2 separate regions of the Mus musculus genome follow, and region 1 is linked to region 2. The links are chromatin contacts, called in public Hi-C maps. All regions are on one chromosome and are shown on one strand. The core of a region is the stretch at or near the end of the contact, and the rest is flanking DNA. Distances in the headings are between cores, read along the strand shown. Region 1 has its middle 19 kb from the start of Gm38927. Region 2 overlaps Gm38475 (a long non-coding RNA gene).

Region 1 (3,941 bases), core at 645-3,144, 300 kb after region 2:
CTTATGGCCATACTGGGCTGAACTTGACATGGGTCCCCCACTTCAAGGATTTTACCCTCTCATGAGGAAGGTGAACCTCACTACCACATGTTAAGCTCAGTTAAATGAGCAAGGGTTCCAGTGTCATGGGACGGTGGCCAGAAGGGCTTCCCCATCAGCCCAAGCATCAGGACCCTGGAGCAGGAGATAGGAATCAGAATGGCATCTGGCACTGTCTAGGAGCTAGAACTATGAAGGACTGAATAGCTGTGATTAGATAGTATAAGCAGGAGGGAACAGAGAGTGGGCAGACATCATGGTTATGAAGGCCTTGGTTGTCATGGTTATGAAAGCCTTGGTTGCCCTGTAAGGAGCTGGGGAATGGACCCACAGGTTCTCCTGTTTGGACATTTGGTCCTGTTTTAGAAAGTGATAGAACCTTAGGGACAGGGGCCTAGCTGGGAGAAGTGGGCCAGAGGGAGATGGGCCAGGAGGGTATATAGTGCAGCCCACTTCCGACTGGCTTCTTGCTTCCTGGTCCGCTGGATTCATGCAGTCAGCTGCTGCACACGGCCATAGAACCACTGACCTCCCCACTGTGAAAAGCTGCATAAGCAATTTCCTGATTGAGTCACTGAGGAGTCATGTGGTAAGGTACCATGTTAGAAGCGCAGAAGAGACAGCCAAAGGTGAGGGGCTGAGGGGGCAGGCAGCTGTGGGGGCTTAGGCATTAAAAAGTCCACACAGGACGCCAACAGCTACCAGGAAATAAGGACTCAACAGGATAAGAGAGCTCAATGGAGCAGCTTCCTGAGCAAGCACTCATGGGAACCTCTCTGATGTGAGTGGGCTGTGGAATACTGTAGCATCTTCTTGAGAATATTTTAGGGTGGCAAGGTTGCACGTAAGGGCACTTGTTACTAAGTGAAATAAGACAGCCTTTTAAAATATATTTATATATTTATTTTTATAGATTATATATTTTTATTTATATAATATATATTTGTGTATTTTATATAATGTATATTTGATATATATTTAATTTTATGTGTATGAATTTTGTGCCTGCATGTATGTATATACACCATGTGTGTGCCTGATGCCAACAGAGGCTAGAGAGGAACATGTGTTAGATCCCCTGGAACTGGAGTTACAGGTGGTTTTAAGTTGCCAGGTGAACAGGGAGGGCTTCATGTTGCTTTTCTCGTCCCTGTTTTGGGCACGGGTACATATATGTGCCTTGGAGAGAGATAAGTTGTATTAAAAGACAGATCTGTGGGTGCGTCCTGTCCTCTGCAAAAGAGAAAGTGAGTCCTCGCCCATGTCAGATCACGTGGACTCATGAGACCACAGGTTGCACATTCTCACACATTCCGCACTGCACTCCATGTGGCCTGGCCCCTTCTTCAGTCTCCTGGCAACAGCACAGTGGTGGGGATGTAAGGAGAGGCCTGCCAGCAGCGGACTGAGGCCTGGCCCCTTCTCACCCACACCCCTCCCACTCTGACGCTTTGTCATCTCATTGGTGCAAGCAATCTGCCTATCCACAGAAGGTCCTGCTTGGCCTATGACCCTGTGGCCTTGCCTCACAGCCAGGGTCAGGAATCAGCATATTCAAAGATCTGATCTCTGCCTTTTCCTGCTTGCATATCTGACATGAATGTTAGACACAGACACTCAAGTTGGAGGTGGGTGAGTTTTTATTTCTCAATAGACTCACTTCAGAATTCACTCCCATTCCTAAGTTGGACTTCCATCTTTGGCACAGATACATGGGAAACACAATCTAATGAAAAGTAAGATTAAATACTCTTGTCCAAATAAAAGTCTAAGGTCATCTTCTCTGCCTCCTAAGAGCACCAATGCAAACTGCCAGACGGTAGTTTAGCCTGTGGTGACTCTCCATGTTTGCTGTTTGCCACAACTATGTGCATGCCTGATAGCCTCTCTCCTCAGCCTCTGTCAACCCTGTCAGGAAGCTCCTGACTGCTGTCTCACAGAGATTGCATATACGAAGAGCTGGGACTTGCCTGCATGGAGCTTGCAGGGAAAGACTGAGTCCGTGTGTCGTTTCCCCCACCCCCCACCCCCAGCCTGGATCTTCAACTTCCACAAGTCTCCAGTATGTTCACAGAGGCTCCTTCCCAGGACTTCCCACTACAGGGCAGCAAGGTTTCACTGCCTAGTCATCTGGTGCCCTCTACAGGAAGACACTTTGTTGGCTATGTTTCAACCTAAATGTCCCCAGGATTGTCTTTATGGGTCCAATGCTTCATCCTGTGGCTCTGTGAAGATTAGCTGTACTTGTAACCATCCTGGAAGGGCTGAAGATAGTCTAAGGACATGTCTGTGCTCCTTGCTTGGCTACTGGACTATTGAAGAAGTGGAAGAAATCGGAACTCCTCTCACCCCCAGAAATCTCAAGCTGGGAGAAAAGAATCCCTTAGAGCCCGGGCCAGCCAGCGGGGAAACTTTTCTTCTGAGAAAAAATTCACAGTTGTGTAGACCACCTTACAGAAAGGAGAACAAAGAGTCAGAGGCAGCTGCGCCACCCCTGGACCAGAGCTGCCTGTGTGTGCACAGCCTGCTACTGTATTTAAAACTTAACCTGAAATCAAGACCCTGGGGCTGCTAAAACCCTCTTCCCAGTGTGGTATATCAAGTGCACTCCCTTTTTCTGTTTCTCACAATTAGTCTGCCTGTCTTGATTGCTCACTCAAGACTAATAGCTGAACCTGGTTTGTCCTGACCTGACAGAGGCCAACTCCCTGAGTCCAAAGCATGATCATCCACAGATCCCATCATCCTAAAGTCTAACATGGCTTCATGCTCTAAATTTCACTTAAAAGTCTTTTCTTTTTAATTTATATATAAGAATCATATTGGGAGAAGTTCTGCTATGGGTGTAAGTATTCTAATTTTAATTTACATATCTTCAAAAACTCTTTCTGTATCCAATGTGTAGCCTTCTTGCTTTTTCTTTACCTGTATTGCAAGTTTTTATTTTTACTTAGTTCCCTTGAGAGAAACATTGGACCTGGAGCTCCACAGGACCTATCTATGCACGCATGTTCACAAACACATGTACATAAACAAGGGCTCTCAAACGTGCACACACACACACAAATAGAGCTGGGGTACAAACACCACCAGGCTCTAGGATGACTTCTGCTGTTGGCAGAGCCTTGAATGGTCAGCTGCTCCCCAGGGCTTTTTGCATAGGCATTTAGTTCCGATTCTCCCAGGTCTGAAAATGAGTCCCATTCTGAATATTCCCAAGGCACCCATCCCTACTGATATGTATTGTTGTTTTAAAGGTGTGTAGTTAGCTTAGCTTCCTGCTTCAGTATCATGCTCTCTGGTCCCATCTGTGACTCCATGGTACTTGCTACATCTTTACAGAGATCAGTTACTGTATACACAGACCTTCCATGAAAGACAGTATTTTGATCACATTTTAAAACACACAAACCCCCTGTTCTCTCCTCCTCATTCTTGATTTCTCTTAAAACTTGCCCAATCAACATGCCCTACACAGGAAGATGGTCTCTGGCCATGCCATCTTGTGACTGTAAAATGTCCCCTCTAGGCTCCTGTAGTTCAGTAAGGGGTTCCCTGGCTGGTGGAACTGCTTTGGAAGGCTGCAGAGATTTAGGGGGTGGAGCTTCACAGTAGGAAGTGGAGCGCTAGAAGAGAGCCATTAGGTTTTATACCTGGTTCTATTTCCTGTCCATTCTTTGCTTCTTGCTTGGGGTGCCACGTGACCAGTACCTCATACTCCTTCCCTACATGTGGGTCTCCCACTTTGATGAGCTGTATCCCTGACAACTGTAAACTAAAATAAGCTTTTCCTTCCTTAAGTTGCTGGATAAACTGATGTCATCTGTAAGCTGTGGCTTCTGTAGTATCCACTTGGCTAATAAGCTTACTTCTCAGATTGCTGCCAGGATGTCCTCTCCTGT
Region 2 (4,246 bases), core at 15-2,514:
CACACACACACACACACAGTGTGCCTAGTGTTCATGGAGGCCAGAAAGGCATCTGCTGCAGGATTTTCTCTGTCCAATCACATTAGGGCACTGGGAGGCTTGTTTTTGGCCAATAGAAGGGAGGCAGAGCAAGGAGTTGGCAGAGAGAGAGGTCTCAGGAGGTGAGAGAGAACAAGAATGGAAGCCAATGTGATGTTATCAAAAGGTTAGAATAATTGGGTTAAAGCTTTATCATTATTATCATTTGGCTCTGAAATTATTGTATTGGCATCTTATAAATTGGGTTATTATTGATACATTAATCTGATTGGCTAATTAAGCATTAAGAGTCTTGATTCTACCGAGTAATTAGGTGTTGTGATGGCTAACCAGGGGTCTGTGGGGTGTTGTGTGAAAGTGAGAGGAACTCGGAGAATAGGGGGCATCCAAGAGATGGCCCGGTGGGAGCCAGGTGGCCTCACAGAGTCAGCGAGTTGGTGGGCTGAGAGACTGAGCAAGTGAGATAACCTGGTGCAGGGGCTAGCTCTAGAGAGTTGTTGGCAGTGGCAGGATTGAGTGTGTGGCCTGGCCCTGATGAGAGTTGGCAGGTTCATATTTTTTAATATTTCCTGCAACAGGCATCAGACTTGCAGAAGGGCTCTGGACTTACACACTACTGTGAACCAGCATGCAGGTGCTGGGAATCAAACTCATGCCCTCCGTGGAGCACCGGGTGTGCTTAACTGCCAAGCCATCTCTCCTAGAGGAATGGGTTTTAGGTTTAGATGCTTTTAAGAAGAAAGCCATTGGCACTGAATAGAAGACATGAGTGGAGATCAGCAGAGCTCTGAGAAGGGAGCAGAGGAGCAAGAGATCTCTGTGAGGGAAGGGGTCCTGAGGAATGGACACTCATGGCCACCAGGACAAAACTGCTTTTAGATACCTTAGAAAATGCATTTTGTTACACAGGCAATTGCCTGGCCCACCTAAGTAAGTGCAGTTTCGCTGGTGACCATGCCTCATAAATTGCTACCATCCCATCATCTGCCACTGCTGAGCAATTCTGTCTGAATAACCGAGGAATGTCCCGTCAACATGGCTGCAGGATGACATCTTCCTGACTGGGAAAGTTTTTATTGTTCGCCTCCCCTTGACGATCAGCTGCCAGATTCCTAGACCGACTTCCCACAGATGAGTTCTAGAAGCGAGTGCGAGAGGCACGGTGCCTTTTCATGGAAATCAATGGGGCCTTGACTTTAGGCCAAAATGGACTGGCAGGAGACTAACCACCTTTACTCCCTACAGGACAAAGGTCAAACGCTGTGTGACAAACAGCAAAAGGCTGTGGTCCCCAAGAGAAAGGAGGGACACAAATGAAGAGCCCAGAGAAATGTGCCGTGAAGGTTCCCCAGGTCCTGAGGAGCGGAGCGTGATGGGGCAGCACAGCCTGGGATCTTCACCATGGGGAGTCTGGCAGGGCCAGAGCTCAAGGTGATGAAGGCTTCTGGAGCAGAACTGAGAGGGTGGAGACAGCAGACGGGGAGACAGAAAGAGATCTGCACTTGGCTTTGTCTTTCTATTCTGTTAGTCACGCATCTGAAGAAACTAGCTATAGAGAACAAAGAGGCTCCAGAAATAAACTCCAGACTTATCCCCAAGGACCTGAGCACATTGTCTTTCCCTGGCGCCAATTCATTCTTGGGCTGCAGCACACTCTTGCTCGGAGCTGGAATCCCAGTTCACTTGTGGCCTCCCCAGGCCTAATGCTTTGACTGGACTCTGAATACCACTGCGATGTGCAGTTGCAGTGTATTAAAGTTTTTGTGCATGTGTGTCCCACCTCAGTAAGCGCGCTTCTCCTGAAGGCAGAGGCCATGCTGACTCTTTCCCAAGTGCGGCTATATAGCTCAGAACAAAAACAGTCCTTACTCGGGACTCTGCTTCTGCAACTTTGCCAACACCTCAAGTTATCATATTTAACTCTTCTCACAACACTTGAAAGAGGAACTGTAACGAGCCACTTATCGGTGAGGAAATATAAACAACAGAAGTTGCTGTTACTTAAAAGTTGCTGTTATGTGGCTTAGCTAAGTTATTTTGAGCTCAGGTATATCTACTCATGCAGTTTATGCTATTGGTTAGCATTTGTGAACTGGTTAAACATGCAGCGTTACGGTGTACGCAAACATACAAGTCTTCCTTATTGCCGGTGGCTCCTAGGATCTAGGATTCATTTTGGAAATCACGTACATTTACAACAGAAGCATTTGCCTAGACATTTCCCTCTAATTTGTGAAAGAAATCTTGAAATAGTCAGGTGAACATCCAAAGGCACCTGTACTTTGCCACGTGGCCCATTCAGAACCGAGGCGGGAGAAGTCACGCGGGGCCACGTGGCATCTTGACATTCCCACCCGTCCTGTTTGAGGTGCCATTGAAGTATCTCCTCCTCGGCTTACTTCACTTGCCTCACTCGAGACCCGCCTGACAGAGGAACGGCTTGCTTCACTCCAATAGCATCCGAGGGTCGAAATGAATGTAAAAACATCAGATTTCCCATGAGGCACTAGGTCTCGGTGTACAAGCAGGGGCCCCGGGCAAGCACTTAGGTAAGTGGTCTCAGTGGTCTGGCTTGTCCCTTGTGTGAGAGCTCTCAGGGTAGCAGGAGTGTGCGGGGTTAGAACGGATTTGTCTCAGTCTTAAATTCCTTAGCCAGAGAAGCACACCAGCATCCTTGGGCCTTACAAAATAAAATATAATACCAAACAAACAGAAAACCAAAATTCAAACACTCGAGGACATTCATCTGACCTTGCTCTTTCTGCAAACCACAGTGAGAAAAAGCAGGAAAATCACTTCCAAAATCTCTAGCTGTCCCCTCCTCCCCCAATCTCCAGGAGGTGGCAGTGAGCAGAATGTTCAGTGAATAAGGAAAATAAATAAATAAATAAATAAATAAACATTATTTTTCAAAATATATTTTTATAACACTAAGAGGCCATATTTTTAATTTCATGGGTTTTTTTTTTTTTTTTTTTGCTACAAAACATTGAGATATTCAGCAAATGATCATTGTAATCAACATTCAGGAATAATTAAGGCAACTGTGGTACTCTAGCTGTTTCTTTTAAATCCAATCCTGTGATCAGAAGGTACTGGCAGTGATTAGGTCTTAACCAGGACAGTATGTCTGTCCAGGGCTGAGCTATGAAGTGTGAGAGGCTCAGCGGTGCTCTGTCTGTCTGTGTTTCCATCTGAGGCTTCACCTTGGGCTTTAGTGATTACTCTGCCAGACTTCTGGCTGTGCTGAGATTAAAAAGAAAAAGGAAAGAAAACCAACATATTCTTCTAGGCTGTGTGTCACACACACACACAAAAATTGCACCAATTATCATGTTTGTGTTTTGTTGAATGGTTCTATTTAAATAGATTATATGCTAAGCAAGAGTATTTGTGAAATTCACAGCTCGGCGTTAACCTGGCTGTTCCCCAGAGCGCCCATCTGAGAAATAAGTAATTTCAACAGCATTCGCTCCCCAGAAAGGAGCCAGGGACTTGTATAAGGGAAACACTGAACAGTCTCACTCAGCCATTTTGAAGTGAGGAGGCATCTCCTTCCAGGCTCTTCCATCTGTCATGTTCCTCTCGCCCCAACATTTAGTTAGCACTTCCCGAACGCCATCTTCCCAGTGGTGAGGATACACAGGGAAGACGCTGGCTCCCTGTCAGTGATTACCTAGCTGTGGAAAGCCCCGAGAGACTACCCAGCTCCCCTGACCCCTCAGCTCCTGGCACTGTCCAGGAGCCACTAACACTCTCTTCTGTCGCTGCAGGTTTGTTTTGTTTTGTGAGTCAGGGTCTCATGTGGCCTGGGTGATTTCACATGTACTACAGAGCTGAGGCTGGCCTTGAGTCCTGACCTCCAGCCCTTGTGGGAAGCCACATGTGCCGTTGCAGAGTGACACTGACTACTGCTGGCCACCATGCATAAGTTTGGACAAACAACCAATGTGTACATATACAGTAAAGACTTTTGCAAAGACACTGCCTGGCCCGGGCATGATAATGAGGCTTTGAGAGTATAACCAATCAGATGTGAGACATGCAAATGAGGTATGATAATGAGGCTCTGTGAGGTACAGAGAGAGAGAGTAGCCAATCAGATGAGGAACATGCAAATGAGGTGTAGTGCATAACCAATCCGGGTGTGAGACACGCCTCTCCTAGGCCTATATAAGCAGCACCAGTTCTGGGCTGGGGTCTTTTC

What was found. Hi-C and Micro-C count contacts between places; a contact is called where the count stands out from the background.
Region 1: a Hi-C map of liver shows a contact between it and region 2, with 2.3 times the contacts expected there. The contact joins two enhancer-like sites. A contact is called at or near these places in 2 of 39 promoter capture datasets (cranial neural crest and embryonic stem cells), 1 of 15 datasets of contacts at CTCF or cohesin (the NIH/3T3 cell line), 3 of 484 Hi-C or Micro-C datasets (bone marrow-derived macrophages, liver and nephron progenitors) and 3 of 9 other capture datasets (adipose tissue, embryonic stem cells and pancreatic islet).

The regions. Positions count from the first base shown.
Region 1 is chr6:145,821,852-145,825,792 of GRCm38.p6, forward strand. No RefSeq gene overlaps it. Among named protein-coding and RNA genes, the nearest start is that of Gm38927, 19 kb to the right of the region's middle. Within about 2 kb of position 1,895, at least 35 of the 459 cell types and tissues checked have an H3K27ac peak or open chromatin away from gene starts, as enhancers often do. A contact at or near this core is called in liver, where this site is marked.
Region 2 is chr6:145,521,562-145,525,807 of GRCm38.p6, forward strand. All of the region lies in intron 2 of Gm38475 (a long non-coding RNA gene), which reads right to left. Among named protein-coding and RNA genes, the nearest start is that of Gm15499, 81 kb to the left of the region's middle. Within about 2 kb of position 1,265, at least 12 of the 459 cell types and tissues checked have an H3K27ac peak or open chromatin away from gene starts, as enhancers often do. A contact at or near this core is called in liver, where this site is marked.